2 separate regions of the Mus musculus genome follow, and region 1 is linked to region 2. A link is a contact called in public Hi-C data. All regions are on one chromosome and are shown on one strand. The core of a region is the stretch at or near the end of the contact, and the rest is flanking DNA. Distances in the headings are between cores, read along the strand shown. Region 1 overlaps Gm34907 (a long non-coding RNA gene). Region 2 holds the start of Acod1 (aconitate decarboxylase 1).

Region 1 (3,832 bases), core at 631-3,130, 430 kb before region 2:
CCCTTAAATCTTTCTGATTCTTCCAGCAAAACAACATTGCTTGACAATAACTGTGCATTATTTATGGTTTCCTCCATCTGTGTTTTATATCGCTCATAACAGCAAGCCCAGAACCCCATATCTGCTTTATCAGCTGTGCCAGCTTTATTCCTGCAGTGTTAATCCCAGTGGGCCAGAAATGAAGTCTGGCAACCCCTCATCTCACCCCTAGCATCTATCTTTTGCATAGATACCCAACATACATACCTGCTTACTAATTTTACTTCTCCCTCTAAAAAGTTTACCCTACCGAGTATAGAATTTTTATTTGCTTGGTTTCTAAGAATCAGTCCACAGCACATGCCATACTGTGAGCAATCAAAGAAAAGCGCTCACACAAGAATCAAAACCAAGAACCGTCTACCACGCGATGCAGCTATACGCTTCCAGGCTACTTATCCAAAGGATCCAGGTCAATATACCAGAGAGATATTTACACACCAATGCTCATCGCAGTCTTAGTCTCAGCTGCTAAGTTATAGAATCAATCTAGGAGTTCAACAACAGAATAGAAAAGGAAAACAAGGTAGAGTTATACCATGGGATTTCCCTAGCCATAAAGAAGATAAAAGCTATGTTATTTGCAGGAAAGCATGTACAACTGAAACTACTAATATAAAGTAAATTAAGCCAGTCTTGGAATGATAAATATTAAGTTTTCTTTTATTTGTGGTCTTGATGTATGTATGTGTGTGTGTGTGTTTGTGTGTGTGTGTATGTATACTATATAGTAGTATTTAGTAAATTAGTATATAGTATATACTAATATACCATATTAGTATATAGTATACAGTATAATAGTCTATGCTAGTATACTAACATATATAGTGTATATACATATACACTATATATGTTAGTATAGATATATGTATATATATATATATATAAATTAGTGAGTATATATACACATATATAGTAGTATACAGTAATATTAGTATAGGTATATATTAACATACCATATTAGTATATAGTATAATAGTACATGCTAATATACTAACATATATAGTATATATACATTAGTAAGTGAGGATACACACACATATATATGTGTATACATATGACATGAAAATTGAAGTGAAACTGTACAGGGGAACAAAGTGGCTAATGTGGGGAGGAGAGAGAAGAAAAGGGCAGGAGCAGGGGAAGATGCTCAGCAAGCAGTACAGACTTGTATGAGAATGTCCTCGTGGACAAAAACAACAGCTTGGTTTTCACTTCCCTTTAGTTTCTAACAAAACACAGCAAACTCTAGTTCCCCATATTTTTTCTGTGAGTCTGTTCCGCTTAACCTACTTTTTAAACAGGATTTTCTAGATGCCTAGAAAAGAAACTGACCTTGAGTTGTTAAAGAAGATACAGAAATTATTTTTTAAATGCTGGGAATTTCACATAAACACTCAAAAGACTTAAGAAGTCTATTTATCAATGTTGCAGTCATAACCAATTCCCAGAATCAAACAATAGGATTTATTGAGCAAAGCTATTCGAAAGCAGCTCCTAACATGAACCATCGCAGCACAGTCAGGGACCGTGAATACTAGCCCCTGCTGCTGGAGATATGGGCACTAATGTCTCCAGGAGGTGCCTGGTACACCACTCCCGAGTGTTCAAATACACGCTCAATGCCCAGTGTGCAGAACAGGTGGACCTAGCCCTCAGCCCAGCTCCAGGCTCTAATAGCAAGGGTGTGGAGAGGTGAACAGATAGCATGGCATCCCAAGGAAAACATTTCCCAAACAGAGATGGGCTTTGAGGCTTGGTTGTAAGGTACAACTTAACGAAACTGTCTGCATCTCCTGCACTGCAGGCCTAGAGAGAGATGGGTGGTGCTAAATGCAGACAGAAGTGGGTGTGGTTTGCACACACAGACACAGACATACACACACACCTTCACTTTCAATTTCAACTTGAGCTGGGTTTCCTCTTTTTTTTTTTTTTTTTTTTAATCTTCTTGTTTAGTTTGTGATTAAAATGTTAGGTCAGCACACGACATCATGGGTCTCACTGTGGTAGTGTGGTACCTTCACGCACACACACTCATCCTCCTCCCTGTCCTCTCCCTGCTGGCCTCCTCCCTGCTCCTTGCTCCCCTTCCTTCTTTAGACAGGCCTTCTTTCTGCTTTCTTTTTTTTTCCATTTTTTATTAGGTATTTAGCTCATTTACATTTCCAATGCTATACCAAAAGTCCCCCATACCCACCCACCCCCACTCCCCTACCCACCCACTCCCCCTTTTTGGCCCTGGCATTCCCCTGTACTGGGGCATATAAAGTTTGCATGTCCAATGAGAAACTCTTTCCAGTGATGGCCGACTAGGCCATCTTTTGATACATATGCAGCTAGAGTCAAGAGCTCCGGGGTACTGGTTAGTTCATAATGTTGTTCCATCTATAGGGTTGCAGATCCCTTTAGCTCCTTGGCTACTTTCTCTAGCTCCTCCATTGGGAGCCCTGTGATCCATCCAGTAGTTGACTGTGAGCATCTACTTCTGTGTTTGCTAGGCCCCGGCATAGTCTCACAAGAGACAGCTACATCTGGGTCCTTTCAATAAAATCTTGCTAGTGTATGCAATGGTGTCAGCGTTTGGATGCTGATTATGAGGTGGATCCCTGGATATGGCAGTCTCTACATGGTCCATCCTTTCATCTCAGCTCCAAACTTTGTCTCTGTAACTCCCTCCTTCCATGGGTGTTTTGTTCCCACTTCTAAGGAGGGGCATAGTGTCCACACTTCAGTCTTCATTTTTCTTGAGTTTCATGTGTTTAGGAAATTGTATCTTATATCTTGGGTATCCTAGGTTTTGGGCTAATATCCACTTATCAGTGAGTACATATTGTGTGAGTTCCTTTGTGATTCTTTCTGCTTTCTTATCTTATGTAGTCTAACACCTCTGTGCCTCACTCTACATTATCTCTTCAAGCTTCTCATAACCAAAACCAGACATGAAGCTTCTCGTGCAGAAATTAAGTACAATGGGTTGGGAGCCAGATTTTTTTTTTTTTTTTTTTTTTTTGGTTTTTCGAGACAGGGTTTCTCTGTGTAGCCCTGGCTGTCCTGGAATTCACTCTGTAGTCCAGGCTGGCCTCGAACTCAGAAATCCACCTGCCTCTGCCTCCCAAGTGCTGGGATTAAAGGCGTGTGCCACCACTGCCTGGCTGTGAGCCAGATTTTTCAAGATCAGAAGCTATTATTTAAAAATTTCCTCAAAACATAATGTATTCTGTGAGGCTTCTTGGCAAAATATTTTACTTAACTTTTCATATATTCATGCTTACTCTCTCCAACTATAATTACTTCAAATTGCTAATCATGGTACATTTCTATCAAAGCAGTAAACATATAAAGCATGGGCACACACACGCGCGCGCGCACACACACACACACACACACAGAGATAGAGACAGAGACAGACAGAGACAAAGTCAGAGAACTTGCTCCGTAGACCATGTTGGCCTTGAACTCAGAGTCCTCCTGTCTCTGCCTTGAATGCTGAGATGAAAGACATTCCCCACCACATCTGGCTACGTTTTCATTTTTCTTTAACATAGGCATTTACGAAAAACAATCTAAGTTAAGGTTTGCTTGTGTTTAGCTATCAGGCAATATCAAGATTATCCGTGCAATCCCATGTAGATTTGTCTGCTCGGAGACAAATGTTAATGGTGTCCTTTAAAAATGAATCCCTTGTTCCTTCTGCCATGTGAGTATGTAGCAGGAAGGTGGCCACCAATGAACCACACAGACACTTATCTGTCAGACAACAAATAAGCCAGCACCGTGACCATGACCCTGT
Region 2 (4,297 bases), core at 1,017-3,516:
AGACTTCAAAGAGAAGAAGGTTAGAACCTCCTCGCACCCCCTTTGTATGCACTCGCTTCTTTTGAGACCTTCTGGTAAAGACTTTTCCTCCATGAGAAGAAACCTGCTTGATGTAATTAAGTTTCCTTTCTACAAAGCAATGCACACTAGGTACATACCTCGTTAGGCATGAGGAGTTGGAAATACACAATAATGAAGTTCTTTGCCCAGTCACACTGATAATGCAGGCTGCTTGGCAGATGATGTCAACAAAGCGTGATGGGAACACAGACAGAGGGGAAGATAGGACAACTGTCCATGAAGTGAGGACATCTGGACGGGAAGTGCGTTCAGATTACTGAGCACTGGCCTTCCTGAGTTGTGTCAGGTACGGTAATGAGTGTTTCAAGTAGATAGTGCATTGTAACTCACAGCGATGTGAAAATATGCAAGCTGGTAAGCACATGACAACAGAGGTGACGGGTAACAGTGAAGGGAAGGCTAGACCGAGGTGGGAGGAGGAAGGAAGGACATTGTGGTTTGTGGCCATCACTTGTAGAAGGTGATCAAACCAGACACAAGCCCTCACGGCAAGAGGATTAGCATCTCCTGCCACTAGCAGAGGACTTAGCGATTCCTTTAATTATCAAGCTCTTCAATCCACAGGTAATAATTTTGATTCTGTGTCCCTTCACAGGAAAATATGATTTAAAAATAGCCAACTGGAAGGGGCTTCCACCACATACCTGACTTGGAGTTCCTTAGTGAACTATTAAGTAATTTTCCTTTCCACATTTGATAATCACATTATTGCCTAACTTCCTCTCCATCTCTGACTGTAACATTGCCCATTTACAAATAATAGCTAGAAGACGTGTCAGATTGGAGAATCTGAAGGGTCTAAAGTCTCTCACGATGGACTTACTGCCAAAGTAGAGACAGAGACTAGAACCCTCATCTACAGGAAAATCTTCCACCTTCTACCCACCAGCCCTTTTTTCTCTTCTTTTCTTTTTCTTTCTGAGGCAGGGTCTTTCTGTGTGGCCCTGGCTAAACTGGACTCACTATGTAGCTCAGGCTGGCTTTGAACTTTGGACAATTCTCCTGTCTCAGCCATAGCCCTATCCTTAGAGTCTTCAGATTTATAGGTCATATAACGACTGTCATTTTCAAGAGAATGGAACATTTGTTACATTTGTAAAACTTTGACAGAAAAACCAAGAGAGCTTGCAGTAGGAGAAAGCGGGAGCCGAGCCAGCCTGGAGAGCAAACAGATATTGCTGTGGATGTTTCTGTTTAGGGCCGAGGAAGACAATGATGCTGTTTTTCCTACTGGTAAGTATTTTGACAAGCATTTTATATGCAGAAGAGGAGGGAAGGAGGGAAAAGAATGGACTCAATAATAATCAGCTGGCTTGATTTCCAAGTACCAGTTAAACATTTGATGAATAGCAGATGAGGAACAGCAGCATAGATCTCAAGGCATCGGGCTGGCACTGCTTATGTGATTTACGACAGACCACTGGGCTCCCCTGACCTGATAGTGCTGAACACGATCTGAGAGCCAAAGAACAAGCCGCCCTCCCTGACCATGGAGGGAGAGATCATAAGGGGGACAATAGCTCCACTCAGATTCCTGTGAGTCATCCTTCATCTACAAGTCAAATGTCTTGCTGGCGTGCTTGACTTTATAGGGGCACTTGTCTATCTTTTTAGTAAGCTCCTGTGACTAATGTATAGATTAAAGCGGAGTATGGAGTCATTCGTTTTATAATAAGTGTCAGGAGCCCTGGCAAGTTCCCTGTGCACTGTTCTCTAAACTGCCAAACCAGTAAATGAGGCCATCCAACTTAAAAAACCTGCCAGGGGACTACAGGGTACATGAGAGCAAATAGATAATTACAGATGTGCCCCTGTGCTCCCATCACAGATGTGCTCCTGTCCCACAGAGGACACACACAAAACCAAGAGGTGGAGGTTCAGTGAACTTACCAGGCCTAACTCTCTTGCTAGGAGGAAGCAATGGGATCATGGGCATTGTCTGTCAAATACTGATGAAAGCCAACAGATAGCTAAATCAGGCAGCTCAGAGACCATAAGCAAAGCTAAGATGTCCTTTCTGCAGCAGAGCAGATAGCTAGCAAAAGACCAACTGATTGAGAAAGGAAGAATCAAGCCAGGAAGGCAGTTTAGGCAAGCGCCATCAAGTGCTACGATACCTTGAGCATCATGTTGCTCTGGAGGGTAACTGGCTCAGGAGTGGATGGCAGGAGTAGTTGCTGGCTGGGGGCCTTTAGTGGACGTGTGCCTTTATACACAGTCACTCCCTCCAGGTCTGTCCCTTTCACTTTTGTTTCAACCATGGAATTTCCACCATTTCAACACCTCCCCAATGACCTCACTTAAACTTCCTTTGTTGTGTTGTGTAGAGCTCCCTTATAGATGTAGGGCTGATGAGAGGAGGTGTTACAGCGGCCATAATCTGATGATTCCTCACAGACATAAGAAAAACTAAGTTATAATTACAGAGGGATGGCCTGTCCCAGCTAGGGGCCATAGGTGAGAAGAGTGCACACTCTCTTTACTGGGCATCCCACTCTTGAAGACTTATCACAAGGAAATAGCAAGACTATGACAGAGGAAGAAAAGCCCCCAGATCTGGAAAGGCAAGGAGTCACTCAGAGCAGCCTTCTCACAGACAGCCCATTGTCACCAACCAACCATGAAACAGCTTCTGGGAATGATGAAAAAAACAAAAAACAAAAACCCTGACTGGTTCTTATTGGACTTAGAGCCTGCTTACCAGAAGGAAATCCATGACTGGTACTGTGAACAAAGCCACCAATCACATCATAATTTCAGAGGCGATAACCCAGAGGTAACTAACGAAGTCACTAAATGTGCCATAACCTAAAGGTTATGAATCCTAGAGGAGAGCCTACCACTGCCAGTTCCCTAAACCTAGCTGCATTCTAAATACTTACTCACGCACAGATAAGTGTAGCTCTGCCCCTCATCAACGATGCTTCTTTTTATTGTAGATGGAGACGACTACTACAACTATCTATAACGAGTAAGTGAGCATGGGTGCCCAGACCTAACTGATATACCAACAATGAAACCCCTACACCTAAGGCTCAGAGACAGTTGAGAAAGTACGTGTACATATGTGTGCACACGTGTGTGTGTGTGTGTGTGTGTGTGTGTGTGTGTGTGATAACTAAAGAAGAGGCCATGAATTTGTGAGGAATGGTGGCCAGAGTTAAAAGAAGAGAAGGAGGAGGGGTGGAAATGTTGTAAATACATAAATAAATAAATTAAAATCTCAAAAAATTAATTAAAAATATCTAAATACACACCACACAGACACATGTACACACACACACACACACACACACACACACACACACACACACATGCCAAGTACACACATTTGGCTAATCAGAGACCACCTGGTTGAGTGTAATAGAGGAGAACTCTGGAAAATCATCCTTCACAGATTATTCCTTGGAGAAGAGAGAGAGAGAGAGAGAGAGAGAGAGAGAGAGAGAGAGAGAGAGAGAGAGAGAGAGAGAGAGAAAGAAGGAGGAGGAGGAAGAGGAGGAGGAGGAGGAGGAGGAGGAGGAGGAGGAGGAGGAGGAGGAGGACTTCAGAACCAGGCACCCAGGCAGGCAGGATTCTGACTCTCTGAAGTCTTCTGGTTCTGACCTGTGTCCTGGCCCTCACATGTTCCCCTTTTTTGCAGAAGAAGAGGCCTAAAGATGAAGTCCTGCTCTCAGCTGGATCCCTGTCTGACCAGGAGCTTGGCTCCCAGACTTTCTCCTGAGAAAGAAGAATGCCTTTAAGTTTTCAGAGAGGAGACAGACTAGTTAAGAGTCTTGCCACACTGGAGGCTTCTGTCCCGGGCAGAGAATGTGCTCAGAGCAGTCTACAGGCTCTTTCTGCAGCTGCAGGTTGGGGGACTCATCTTCCTTCAGTCCACAAAGCTTCATATTTTGAATTCAGAAGGTAATTCATTCATGCAACTACTTGGACTACCCAAGATTCATTGCTTCAGAGACTTGCAGAGATTTGCAACTCAAGCCTTCAAGACCTGCCAGAGACAGGAGGTATGCTAGGCTTGTTACCCCTGTCAATGATCACTCTGCAGAATTGTTCTGCCAGGGATTGCTATTGGCTAGCACTCCAAAGCCCCTAACAGCGTTCAAACTGTAATACTTACCAACAGTTTTTGTGTGTCCCCCTGAAGCCTGGTGAGATCACAGGGCTGTAACACTTGTAACTTATGGGCTAGGCACCCTGAGGCCTGTTGAGGACA

What was found. Hi-C and Micro-C count contacts between places; a contact is called where the count stands out from the background.
Region 1: a Hi-C map of liver shows a contact between it and region 2, with 2.6 times the contacts expected there. The contact joins the enhancer-like site here to the promoter of Acod1 in region 2. A contact is called at or near these places in 10 of 39 promoter capture datasets (the C10 cell line, the HPC-7 cell line, embryonic stem cells and 6 more), 3 of 15 datasets of contacts at CTCF or cohesin (the G1E-ER4 cell line, large pre-B cells and stem cell-derived epiblast-like cells), 66 of 484 Hi-C or Micro-C datasets (the AML12 cell line, the Ba/F3 cell line, CD4 T cells and 38 more), 14 of 115 datasets of contacts at active chromatin or transcription factors (CD8 T cells, the NIH/3T3 cell line, bone marrow-derived macrophages and 9 more) and 2 of 9 other capture datasets (embryonic stem cells and liver).

Annotation. Positions count from the first base shown.
Region 1 is chr14:103,475,554-103,479,385 of GRCm38.p6, reverse strand. All of the region lies in intron 2 of Gm34907 (a long non-coding RNA gene), which reads right to left. Among named protein-coding and RNA genes, the nearest start is that of Gm34907, 14 kb to the right of the region's middle. Within about 2 kb of position 1,880, at least 94 of the 459 cell types and tissues checked have an H3K27ac peak or open chromatin away from gene starts, as enhancers often do. A contact at or near this core is called in CD8 T cells, Th1 cells, Th2 cells and 9 more, where this site is marked.
Region 2 is chr14:103,044,981-103,049,277 of GRCm38.p6, reverse strand. Acod1 (aconitate decarboxylase 1) reads right to left here and starts at 2,266. Exons shown (of 5, transcript NM_008392.1): 1 at 2,199-2,266; 2 at 1-3. The coding sequence starts at 2,210. It overlaps Gm41235 (predicted gene, 41235), which reads left to right and starts at 538. Exons shown (of 4, transcript NR_168885.1): 1 at 538-645; 2 at 1,192-1,314; 3 at 3,021-3,052; 4 at 3,725-4,297.